2 separate regions of the Arabidopsis thaliana genome follow, and region 1 is linked to region 2. Evidence: chromatin contacts called from public ChIA-PET data. All regions are on one chromosome and are shown on one strand. The core of a region is the stretch at or near the end of the contact, and the rest is flanking DNA. Distances in the headings are between cores, read along the strand shown. Region 1 holds the start of AT5G01950 (Leucine-rich repeat protein kinase family protein). Region 2 holds the start of SAUR21 (ARM repeat superfamily protein).

Region 1 (5,863 bases), core at 3,211-5,710, 50 kb before region 2:
AAATAATCACTCACTGGCTTCTTTCGAGAGCCTCGTGGGTCCGCATCCATCAATTTGTCCATACAGTTTTTTTTTTTTTATCAATCGTCTTTGAACCTAAATCATGGCGTATAGAAGAAGGCAGGGGATCGGAAAGTTTGCGACTTTCAAGGAGGAGGTTGATCGGCTTCCCCCGGAAAGCATCACCGCCGTCAAGGATAGATCACCGCCAGCTCGATCCTCCCCTGCTTTTGACCAACCCAGATCTAAGGTTTCTCCTTTATCTCAACTGAGAGTCCACTTTATGTTTTTGCATTTACATGATCCGCTCTTAGGATATCCTTAGTGACCAATCTTTGACGACTTTTGACTGTCTTAAGTTAATGCTAAACTTTCTGATCAGATTCAGCTGTGAGGTCGAATCTAGTGGTTTTGTTACAAGTTGTGATCATGAGATCTTTCTTCTGCCATTGATCCTATGTTTTCTGGGGATGTATAACTGCAGAATTTTACGACCGAGCCAAAGGGCTTGTGGGGAGTCATAGCCCAGAAAGCAAAATCTGTTATTGAAGATGATAAATCTAGTGATCGCTCTACAACAGCTTCTCAGGTTTTGTTTTTGCTCATCTGACTCAAGTACATTCTCATGATCCATCATCCTCTTGCTTTGACGTCGTCATGGTTTTTTGGTCTTTGTTTCTCTTCTAGTCCCGGTTTTCATACCTATCAGATGAAGGGTTCAAGAAAATGGACAATCCCAAGCTTCGGAGGGGGCTGGATAAGCTTACATCTTCTCTTAATCAGATCGGTGACACTTTTGAAAAAGCCTTTGAGGTGTTGTTTCTCCTTCCTTCTCTCTAAATCGTTCCGCTTTTTCATTCTTTTGGTTGAATTGCTTCCTTGTTTCTCTAGGATGGCCGAACACTCGTTGAGAACAAAACAGCTGATATCATCCAGGAAACACGAAAACTTCAAACCAGACGAAGAGGAACTGGTGGTGAAGATGAGAATCAGAATCAATCTTATGGAGTTAGTAGCTCATGGAAGAAGTCTCCAGAGCAGCCAATGCAGTTAAATCATATAGAACATGAAACTCAACTCAAGGCATCTCGCGATGTAAGGTCCAGTCTTTCGATGGCTTGGTTGGTTGGTGATTTTTGTACGATAGCTCTCTTCGTTGATATATAGTTTCTTCTGTGAGCTGCAGGTGGCGATGGCCACTGCTGCTAAAGCTAAACTACTCCTCCGTGAGCTGAAAACTGTCAAAGCAGATCTTGCATTTGCGAAAGAGCGTTGTGCTCAGCTTGAGGAAGAGAACAAACATCTGAGAGAGAGCCACCGTGAGAAAGGAAGCAACCCTGCAGACGAAGATTTGGTAAATCTTTTGACTGAGCTCATGTTCTAATTTGTGTGTTGCATTCCATCTAACAACTCGGTGTGGATGCTGTTGTATCAGATTCGACTCCAGCTGGAGAGCCTACTGGCAGAGAAAGCACGGTTGGCTCATGAAAATTCTGTGTATGCGAGGGAAAACCGGTTCTTGAGGGAGATAGTTGAATACCACCAGCTTACGATGCAGGACGTTGTGTACATAGACGAGGGCAGTGAAGAGGTGACACAAGTTTCCCCTTTCGTATCGACGTTGATGACTTCTTCACCCGCTGACCGTTCACAGTCTCCTCCTAGTCAAGAGATGATTAAAGAGATGCTTGTGGTTGCTGAAGAGAGCTCTGTGTGTGCAAGTGTGGTTTCAGTTTCTTGAATTCATTATTATTAATTATTTCTTCTTGAATGAAATCAGATTGTTTTTTGCAACGGAATATAAAAGGCGATTTCATTCATATTAACAAATGACATAGTATGAACATCTTCCAAGGCATCAGTGGTTTCTTTCACAGCTTGAATGGCATTGTATAGAAATACTCTCTAAGAAAACTATCGAGTGAGCAAGTGAGTCTAGAGGGTCTTTTTTACTTTGCAGTCTTGTATATGTGTTTTAATCAGAAAATCTGGAAGAAGAGGCTGGTGGATCCATCACCGAATGATTTCAGATCTGCTGGTTTGACCAAGGCCCTGCACAAAGGACACGTCCTCTCTCTCTCAAACCTGCCCAGTCATAATCACATTCTTTCAACATCAAGATATTCATACACAAAGATAATTGCTATATGCAAAAACACCTCACCACTCTGAAACGCAATCTTCGCAAAACATGTGTTTGCAGCGAAGAAGAATTGGGGTGTGCATCTTCTCCTGGCAGATGGCACACAGGTCGCCTGCTGCATTTACCTGCACACATTAGAAAGACACTTCTTTGCTCATGTGGGCTTAAACCTTAAGAGGCATAAGGTAGATTCGAATCTGCAAGGAGTTAAATTGTACCTGCTCTGTAGTTGCATATGATCCGTAGTGCACCTCTTTACGTGACAAAGCCTTCAATGCCGTAAAGAAGGATTGAACCTGAATCTCATTGCCAATTTCCCTTAGCTTCCACAAAAAAAAAAAGGGAGGTCCAATAATTCTAGAAAGCCACCTACCTTCTCAACTACTGAAGTGAGCTTGAATGTAAGATACAATCCCGTCATAAGAGAGGAGAAGAGGCTTCCATAATCCTTGTTCAAAAAGAAACGGTACCATACAGGGGTAGGCAGTAAAGAGCGATACAGAAGCATGAAATATTCAACCAAAGTTAGCAATTGACCCTGCATTGGAAGTGAATAACCAAATTATGTATCCCAGAGACGCCACAGTGAGCCATGCCAAATGAAACTGAATACAGCTAAAGGGGACAGAGAAGAATATTTTTCTACATCACCTGTTTACGATAATTCCGACCCCTACTGTTTTTGTAGTACATCAACAAAAAACACTTGAAAATCATTGAGGCCTGCCGGACAAGTGTATCTGAGGAATATAGGGACAAGTGAGTAAGCACCAAATGATCCAACAGGATACTACAACGAATCATATTGGGAATACTGCATAGCTGATGAACTGTTAGCTGATGAAAGTGGACTCGTTAAAGCAAGGGAAACCAAATATAGGAGAGAAAGTACAGACCATTCACCACTATGATAAAAATGGCATGCCAGAAAGGTGGTATGGACTTTGGAGGCAGCATGATTAAGGGATACAAGAGGTCATCCTTCCGAAACCACCAATAAACACCAACAACATGGGCCGTAAATGCTACAGAGATTCCAATTAATGCCGAGATATGCCTCTCACCCTGAAATCATTAAAAGAGACTTAAGACTGACCCATTTGAACATTGAATGGGAAAAGAAACAAGTAAAAGCAAAAGAAAACCTTCAAAGCTGTTTGCTTCTTGAGAATATCATTTGACTTGAACATGACAGCAGCAATCCAAATGGCGACAAAGAACCCTGAGAGAGAGATAGCAGGAGGAAAAGTCAAATAGCAGGAGGAAATCATCAGAAAAGACACGAGAGAGAGAGATATGAAATAGTACCCTGCAAATGCTGGCGGATAAAAACAACCAACAGAAGCAAAGAAAAGGGAAGAATTTGCTCAATCCAGCGTGCAGCCTGCTGAATATCATATCTTTGGTAAGGCGAATCCCGGGAAGCGGCGTCTCCAGCAGCAGGATCACCTGGAGCAGCCTGAGAGGCACCTTCTGAAGCACCTCCCATGGGATCAACCTGAGTAGCAGAAGAACCCAAGAGTTCAGAGTGTCCGGGTTCCCTCAGAGCATTGGTATCAGTTTCAGCATCCTGCTCGGTGTTGCCAATGATCCTAATGGCAACCTCCCCATTGGAGAGTCCTGAAGAATCATCACTAACAAGCGTCTCAGCCTCATGACTAGGACTTGGCCTAGCTCGAAAGAGACCCGAATACTCTAACAAGGTAGAAATAGGGGCCTGGATGATGTTAGAAGCAGAGAGGATGGAGTTTCTACGAGGAGAACCCCTAAATGAATCATGACTGGCGCCGGGCGTTTCCATTTAAGAAAACCCTAAAAGCATATATGAAGATGATTAGCTAACAGTGGTGGAAAGAAAACGCGTTTTCCAAAAAACAAAAAAAAAGAGTACCTGCAACGACGAGAAGCAATAGAAGAAAGCTTAGGGTGAAATCAAAATCGTATTTAGCTCATATCGTGTAAGAAACCCTAAAGGCAATGAATAAGAGGGGAAATGAATGAAGAAGAAGAAGAATAGAGTCAAAAAGGGTAGAGGCGATCGCCAAGACTAGGATCGAGCCACGGAGTCTTTCCTAAAAAGGGATTGAGCTAAACGGAACCCAGGGGAAGAAGACAAAGGAGATCCGGCGAGCTGCGGAAAGAGAGAGAGAGAGGGGACGGAATTGTCTTGTCTCGTCTGTGTGTGAATCAAATCAACGGTTGAGAGTTTTTTAGTTGGACGAATTGCATTGTGGATTTAATCCAAAGGGTTGGTTGACTTAAAGGAAGCGACGACAGTCTTCTCTAAATGGGCAGCCTATTAAATACATTATGGGCCTTATAACCTAAATGGGCTTTAATGCAAGCCTACTAAAATAACATGCGTGACTACAGCCCCCAGCCATTGGGGAGGAATAAAATATCTCTCTCTCTCTCTGAGACTCTGACTGAGAAGAAAGAAAGAAGTTGACTGACATGAGAAGAAAGGGACAAGAGCGCGTCTCGAAACGCCGTCAATGTTGGGTTGCTGATACTAATAAATGCAGGCTAATGGCTAAAGGGGTTTCTTTCTTTCTACTTTCTACTTTACTATTGGTCAAAAAGGCTCACACACACGAGGGTACTTGTGGAGCAGGTAGGTAGAGTCAACCCAGTTCCGAATTATGACCACGGAAGAAGGTTTAAGCTTTTTAAAATGGCAGACAAGTCAAGATCAAACCTAGCAAACACCCATCAAGGTCATTTCTTCCCCCCTTTTCTCTCTCGATTAATTGCATCATTTTCCCGATGTTTTGATTTGATCTGCATTGCCGTCTGCATATTTTGACTTCTCTCGCCCGTTTCAGGGATTTTGCCATCCCAGAAGCTTTCTCTTATCCGCTTGCCTTTTTGGAAAATTCTCTTAGGGAACTAGTACTAGTATTGCTGATCTCAATAGTGAGGTAATGATCTTGTCTTTGAGCTATTGAATTGCGTGGGGTTGAATTTTAGACCTGCTGTGTCTATTTCTGTCTTAAATACGAGCTCCTTGTGCGCTTGGATATTTGGTCTCAGTCTATATTTATCTGCTTCTTACGCTGTTACGCTTTCCAAAGGCACCATGGTGTTCCCTCAAAGACTCTATCTACATGCGCTCCTTGTTGCCTGTTGTTGCGTCCTTCTGCTTGCCGATGCTCAAAGAACCCACCCTTCAGAAGTCACTGCTTTACGATCTGTTAAAAGAAGTCTACTTGACCCTAAAGATTATTTGAGAAACTGGAATAGAGGCGACCCTTGCAGATCAAATTGGACTGGAGTTATCTGCTTTAATGAGATTGGTACTGACGACTACCTGCATGTCCGAGAACTGTATGAATTTGCTTCTTTTTTTTCTTCTTATGTACCTTCTTGCTTTCGCTGTTAGTCTGCTTGTATATATGCTGGAGTTAACTAAAAGGCTTTACTTTTGGGAGAAGCTGGTTCAGTTGTCTTTTTTTTTTCTCTTTTCTCGGAACAGTTGCTTACATGACCAGATATTCCTTCCCTGATCCTTCCTTTTATTGCCAAGCAGCCTGCTGATGAATATGAATCTCTCCGGGACTTTGTCACCAGAGCTCCAAAAATTAGCTCATCTCGAAATATTGTAAGTTTCAACATGTAAAGCTTTGCAAAGTGTTTATTTTGGAACGCCCTATATTTTGGTTACACTACTGACTGTCTAATATTTCTTTCGTGTGGCATCTATGAAGAGATTTCATGTGG
Region 2 (5,401 bases), core at 673-3,172:
CGGCGTTTATCTGAAGGCTCGGGCACTCTGTGGCTAGATAACGAACCAGCTTGGGTATGGCTCCAGCCTCGGCTATGCAGGCTCGGGCCACAGTATCTGACTTTGCGAGCGCCCGGAGCTCGAACACGACACCGTTAGAATCTGCCACGGAGAGCTTCTCGATGAGAAACGAAACCATCATCTTCGTAAACTCCACCGCCTCCTTGCACGGCGCAGGTTCTCCGCCGCCGTCACCGTATAATTCGAACGGTATCTTCTGATCGCGGCACCACAAAACGATGAGGTTCTTCAAGGCACGGTTAGGTACGAGGCTGGTGTGTTTGAGGACTTGACCTGTTTTCGGACACGTGTTATGCCCCGATTGGATCCAAAGATCGATGGACTCTCTATCGTATGTTTGACCGGTGGCAACCACCACCGGATCCCGCATCAGCTCGAGGGTGATCGGACACCGGAAATCCGCGGGGATGTTAGCGTCAGATAAGGATTGGTGGCGGCGGAAATCTGGAGCCGGCGTGGAGGGACCGTATAAGACGCACTTAGAGTAACGGACGAGTCCGATAAGAGAGGCGGCTGCGGATTTGGATCTGTCGTCGATCTGATCCTGAATCTCGTCTTCCAATCTCTGAATTTCGTCGGTCAAACTAGCAGAATCGGATAAACCAAGGTCGTTGAAAATCTTGATGAGAGTAGAGTGATCCGGTGAGATCTGGTGCTTGATCCCGGCGATTGTATCGGTGACTTTACGACGGAGAGCAACGTCGCGGGCGTCGACGAACTGAACAGAATCGGAGCATTGTTTTGTAAGGAGAGAGATGAGATCTTGGGCGTCGTCGCTGAGGTCAAAGTCATGGAGCGGTAAAATATCAAGAACGGTGGATAAATCGGTGACAAGCTCGTGAAAGTTGAAGGCAACGATGTCGATCTGCAAGAGTAGCCAGAGTTTGCTAACACGAGAACAGTCATCGATCAAAGACTTGATACGTTGCATAACGATTTGCATTTCTTCGAAGCAGAGATGAGCGGATTGAGAGTAGACGACAAGTTGGGAACGAGGGAGAAGAAGCTCATCGAAGACGGAAGCTAATATCTTCACTTTGCGAATGAGGGAGAGAGAATTGCGTCGGAGAATGAATGGGAGAGGCTGCATAGAAGAAATCTCATGAGACGCCAGAAACAGAGACCGAGTCAGTTTGGTATCTGAAGAAAGCTTCGGAGATTCGAATGACCCGACGACCAAAGGGCGACGTTTTCTCGCCGGAGAAGGAGAATCAAGAGTAACAGCCATTGATGAGGAAGAAAGACTTTTGTTTAGGAATGGAAAAGAGAAAAGGAAGAAGAAAGAAAGAAAGAGAGCTCTAAGCTCTTGTTGGTTGTAGTTGTTGGTTTGTTACACGGAGAGAGGAGCTGGCGTTTCAAATTTTCCTTTGGTTAAAGTTATTTAATTGGAAGAAAAAGTCGTAACGGAAGAAGAGACGACGGTGGACGGAGCCGTCAGAAGAAGTCAGTCAGTCGCAGAGAGGACAAAGCCGCCTTACAGAGGAGCACGAGAGGCGAGAGGTCAAACATTCCCTTCTCTTTTGACTTTTTCTCTTATGGTAATGTTTTTTTGGCCGAAATTAGACCAAACCCAATTTTTATTTCACAACTAACCCATAGGCCATAACTTAGCTTAGTTTTAATCTAAAACCAGTTTTATCTAATGACTGCTTTGGATTTTCTTCCATAACTACAGTTTTTTAGAATAACACACGCCTACACGCCTCGTGAGTTGTCGAGCAACACTGATTACAATATATAAGAAATGTAAGAATGAAGATAAGGTCTTCGTTTTGGTGACATAAGAATGCAACAGTTGGTACAAGTTTGTTAGAGAGAATTGATCTCGTCTTCTCTTTTTCAATATATTTAAATTATATATACTCACATAACTAATCATTCTAATTTTTTCATAATTTATAATTGAATCTGCTCTGCTGGCTCTCTCCACTTTCCGGTGAATTATTGAATACTAGTAGTATTTCTCAAATTATATAACAAAATGTTTCCATTACCAAAGTTACCTTTCCTTTTATTTTAAACGAGTAGTTTCCCTTTAAAGCAAATTATGAGATGTTTGCATTTTTAAAATTTTACACAAAAAAATTATTGTTTAAATTTTTTTTTTTCTTGTTGTTGTTGTCAACCAAAGAAAAGATCCACATAACAAATCAAGAATCATCACGCACTTCTCAGTGTCAATTTAATATAATGGCTATTGGGTATCTATTTAAATAGTTGAAAATTGAGAAACAATAGAATGTAGCTTATATGGATTGCAATGGCACCACTCATACGCAATGCCTTGATGTACAGACTTAAAAAATTGGATTAATTATTGTAATAATGTCTACAAAGTTCCAATATCTATATTGCTTTTTTATATCGATCAACTCACATCTTATACGTTTTTATTAAAACTATTGGACATGGGAACATTGAATTTCTTATTCTAAGTTTATGATTTTTGGTAGGGATGATGTTATTTTTGTTTTGGGTCTAAATCCAACACTAGGCTGAATAATTATTATAACACAAATAGTTTATTGAATTCTATCTCGGACCCAAAAAAATAAATAGCAAAGCATTTGGGCCAATAAAATAAAGGGAATACATTTGGGCTTTCTTATGAGATTAAATTGATTAATAGTTCCGTCGTGAGGGCTAATAATATACAAGAACAAAGAACTTTGGGCCATTTAATATGTATAGAAGCATTTATTGGGCTTTTCGAGGATATATAATTAGTGTTGTTGATACTGCAGCTAAATGTCTTGGAACTGTTCATACTTCATAGGCTGTGTAACGGAGCCAATTTGTGTCTAATCTTTTAAAAAATACTAATTTGTTGTTACTACCTTAAACGTGTTTGAAAAGCCTGTAGTGATCGGGTTTGATCAATGATTACATCATGGACTTCTACAGATTATTCACGTTGTTCCATTATTTATCTTTTCAACCCAGGGAAAGTTTGGGTTAATGGTTTATAATCTTTTTTTTTAGTGCAGAATCAACATTTGATAATAGTAGTGATGGATCAATGAACCTGAAATTGTAGGATTAAATCAATAATTTTAACAGTTGAAGGTTGAAACCATGTTTTTTTGTTTCTGCTGGAATTTCATAAATGTAGTATATAATTATCTTTGCGTTATTTTTTTTTGGTTGTTGTATATAATTAACTTCGACTATTTACTTTATTATCTATTGCAATTCATATATACTCACATCACCGTATGTGGGGACTTCATTACGTAAGATTATTCTAATTCACTAACACTTATTTTTTGGTCAACAGTAAGCAATCTCACGATCAATGAGTGCCTCCTTCAGCGTTGTCATCTGATTTGTATATTACGCGATGCCCATAAACTATATGATAAAAAAACATACATTTAGTTAGTTAAATATGCACATCACCGTTTAATTATTTGCGAGGAAGCAGACAAAATTATCCCGACTTATGCTGACTCACTCCACATACTCGACACAATTCTTTAAGTCCATATAAAAATTACTTCAACGTGTATATATGTATTGATTTTTATTTAATATATATGAAAATGGTTCATAATAAGAACCAGATATCGAAGAGATTTCACCATCAAGGTATCGTCAGACCAAACATATGATATAAGCATTATTTAGTTTTATACTAGTATTTCTTGCACTTGAACCTGGACACAAAATCAATTTACTTGGCACACGTTAAAAGATACAAATAAATGAATAATTAATAATTGTAACAATAAATGTTGAGAAATAAGTAAATAGCGAAAGCAAGGAATGGATCGGAGAATATGCAGAAACCTAACCATGCATGTTCCCTGTGTCCCCATGGGATACTTTAATTGATGCGGGCTCTCCTTTTTGGACCTTGGATGTGTGGTCCTTGATCAACTAATCTCCTACTATTAAAACAAATAAAGAAACCCATTTAGAGAAAATGTTGTCGGAACTCGGAAGAGATCGTTCTCACCATACCGAGTTACCATCAATAATCTTAAGATAAAGAATTGATTTTATGACTGAGGCGCAAAGAATTGAAAAATCTATGGCCGGAGTCCATTTCTTTCTTTATTCGTATATTTGCTATCCAAATTTAATAGGAGTAGGTGGTTAATATTTACGAATTGTAGAAAATTGACTTAGCCTAACCATAAAATTTAAACCGTCGATGTCATCAGAATTTAATTTGTTTTAATCTTTATTTAGGTTTCTGCTTACCTAATCAGCTGCGTATAACTTTGAAACAGTTTTCTCGCGTTATTTAAACAAAATTTTGGCTACTGACTGACGTTTCCCTTAGTTCTTATTCTAGTCTGCGTATGCGATATTATGAAATACTAATAAATTTGTCGGTAAGCAATTGTAATAACATTAAACTTGTCGTGAGAATATGAATCATATATACAAAAAACTACTTCCTGCAATAGAAGCGAGAACATTTTCAGATTTTTCTATACTCACTAATGATAATAATATATGTATAGACATAAGACGCGTGTCTATTAAGATCGAGAAAAAAAGAATGTTGTGTGTTTTGACCGTTAAGTGTTTGTAATTAATCTTCATGATGAAACGAATGTAAATCTATGTATACCAGAAATACAGTTTAACAAAAGAATTCTGGTTATCAAGCGTCGTTAGCTCAATTAGTAAAGACCCTAGGCGAAGCTTAGAGATCGTCGGTTCGAGTGACGCTTGGAACGAAACTAATATTACATGATGTGGTTTCGGGTCTGAGGAATTACGGGCTTCGACCCAGAACCTCCTGGTATTCAAAAAAAAAAAAAAAAAAAAAGAATTCTGGTTTTACGATATCAAATATCAATACATGCATATCGTGGACGGACAAATACTGTAATTAGATGTTGAATTAATGGAAATTATATAGTCGCCAGACCATTAATAAACGTAAGACAATGCTTACGGGAGATATCAGTTATGTTATCGTACGTTTCTTTCTTCTGCACGAAAGCCCTTTATTTTTCTTCCTGCAGCCTTCATTTATTCTTGCATTACGTTTTTTTTTTTTTTTTGTAAACGTGTTTATAACATATTAACATGGACCTCGTATATTCCATTTTTTTAATTCATTTTATTTATGTTTTCTTTTGTTAATTACTTCAGAAGTTATTTATGGTCATATATATTATATCGTTAAATTTTGTCGTAAAAATGGGTTATATGGTCACATTAATCTTGCATGGGACCAAAAGTAACAAGCTAAATTAATAATGTATTCTTTTATTTTGTTTGTCAACAATTAATAATGTATTCAAAATCAGTAGATATTTTGATTGGAGCAACCTTTCGAACCAACGAAAGAAAAGGGGCAATTATATAACCATCCATTTTT

The links. ChIA-PET counts read pairs in DNA pulled down with a chosen protein or histone mark.
Region 1: a contact with region 2 is called in an H3K4me3 ChIA-PET map of shoot, with 17 read pairs. The contact joins the promoter of AT5G01950 here to the promoter of SAUR21 in region 2. A contact is called at or near these places in 2 of 26 Hi-C or Micro-C datasets (callus and root) and 1 of 2 datasets of contacts at active chromatin or transcription factors (shoot).

The regions. Positions count from the first base shown.
Region 1 is chr5:368,892-374,754 of TAIR10.1, reverse strand. AT5G01950 (Leucine-rich repeat protein kinase family protein) reads left to right here and starts at 4,460. Exons shown (of 20, transcript NM_120273.4): 1 at 4,460-4,860; 2 at 4,969-5,064; 3 at 5,218-5,470; 4 at 5,673-5,744; 5 at 5,851-5,863. The coding sequence starts at 5,223. It overlaps AT5G01960 (RING/U-box superfamily protein), which reads right to left and starts at 4,516. Exons shown (of 9, transcript NM_120274.4): 1 at 4,035-4,516; 2 at 3,452-3,955; 3 at 3,289-3,365; 4 at 3,040-3,208; 5 at 2,795-2,883; 6 at 2,517-2,681; 7 at 2,362-2,439; 8 at 2,165-2,268; 9 at 1,786-2,085. The coding sequence starts at 3,944. The coding sequence ends at 1,980. It overlaps AT5G01970 (heat-inducible transcription repressor), which reads left to right. Exons shown (of 6, transcript NM_120275.6): 1 at 1-250; 2 at 485-589; 3 at 688-813; 4 at 892-1,095; 5 at 1,187-1,354; 6 at 1,436-1,850. The coding sequence starts at 104. The coding sequence ends at 1,741.
Region 2 is chr5:316,870-322,270 of TAIR10.1, reverse strand. It overlaps SAUR21 (ARM repeat superfamily protein), which reads right to left and starts at 1,922. Exons shown (of 1, transcript NM_120261.4): 1 at 1-1,922. The coding sequence starts at 1,288. AT5G00800 (a long non-coding RNA gene) reads right to left here and starts at 4,118. Exons shown (of 2, transcript NR_142435.1): 1 at 4,018-4,118; 2 at 3,796-3,941. It overlaps AT5G00795 (a long non-coding RNA gene), which reads left to right and starts at 3,865. Exons shown (of 1, transcript NR_142434.1): 1 at 3,865-4,118.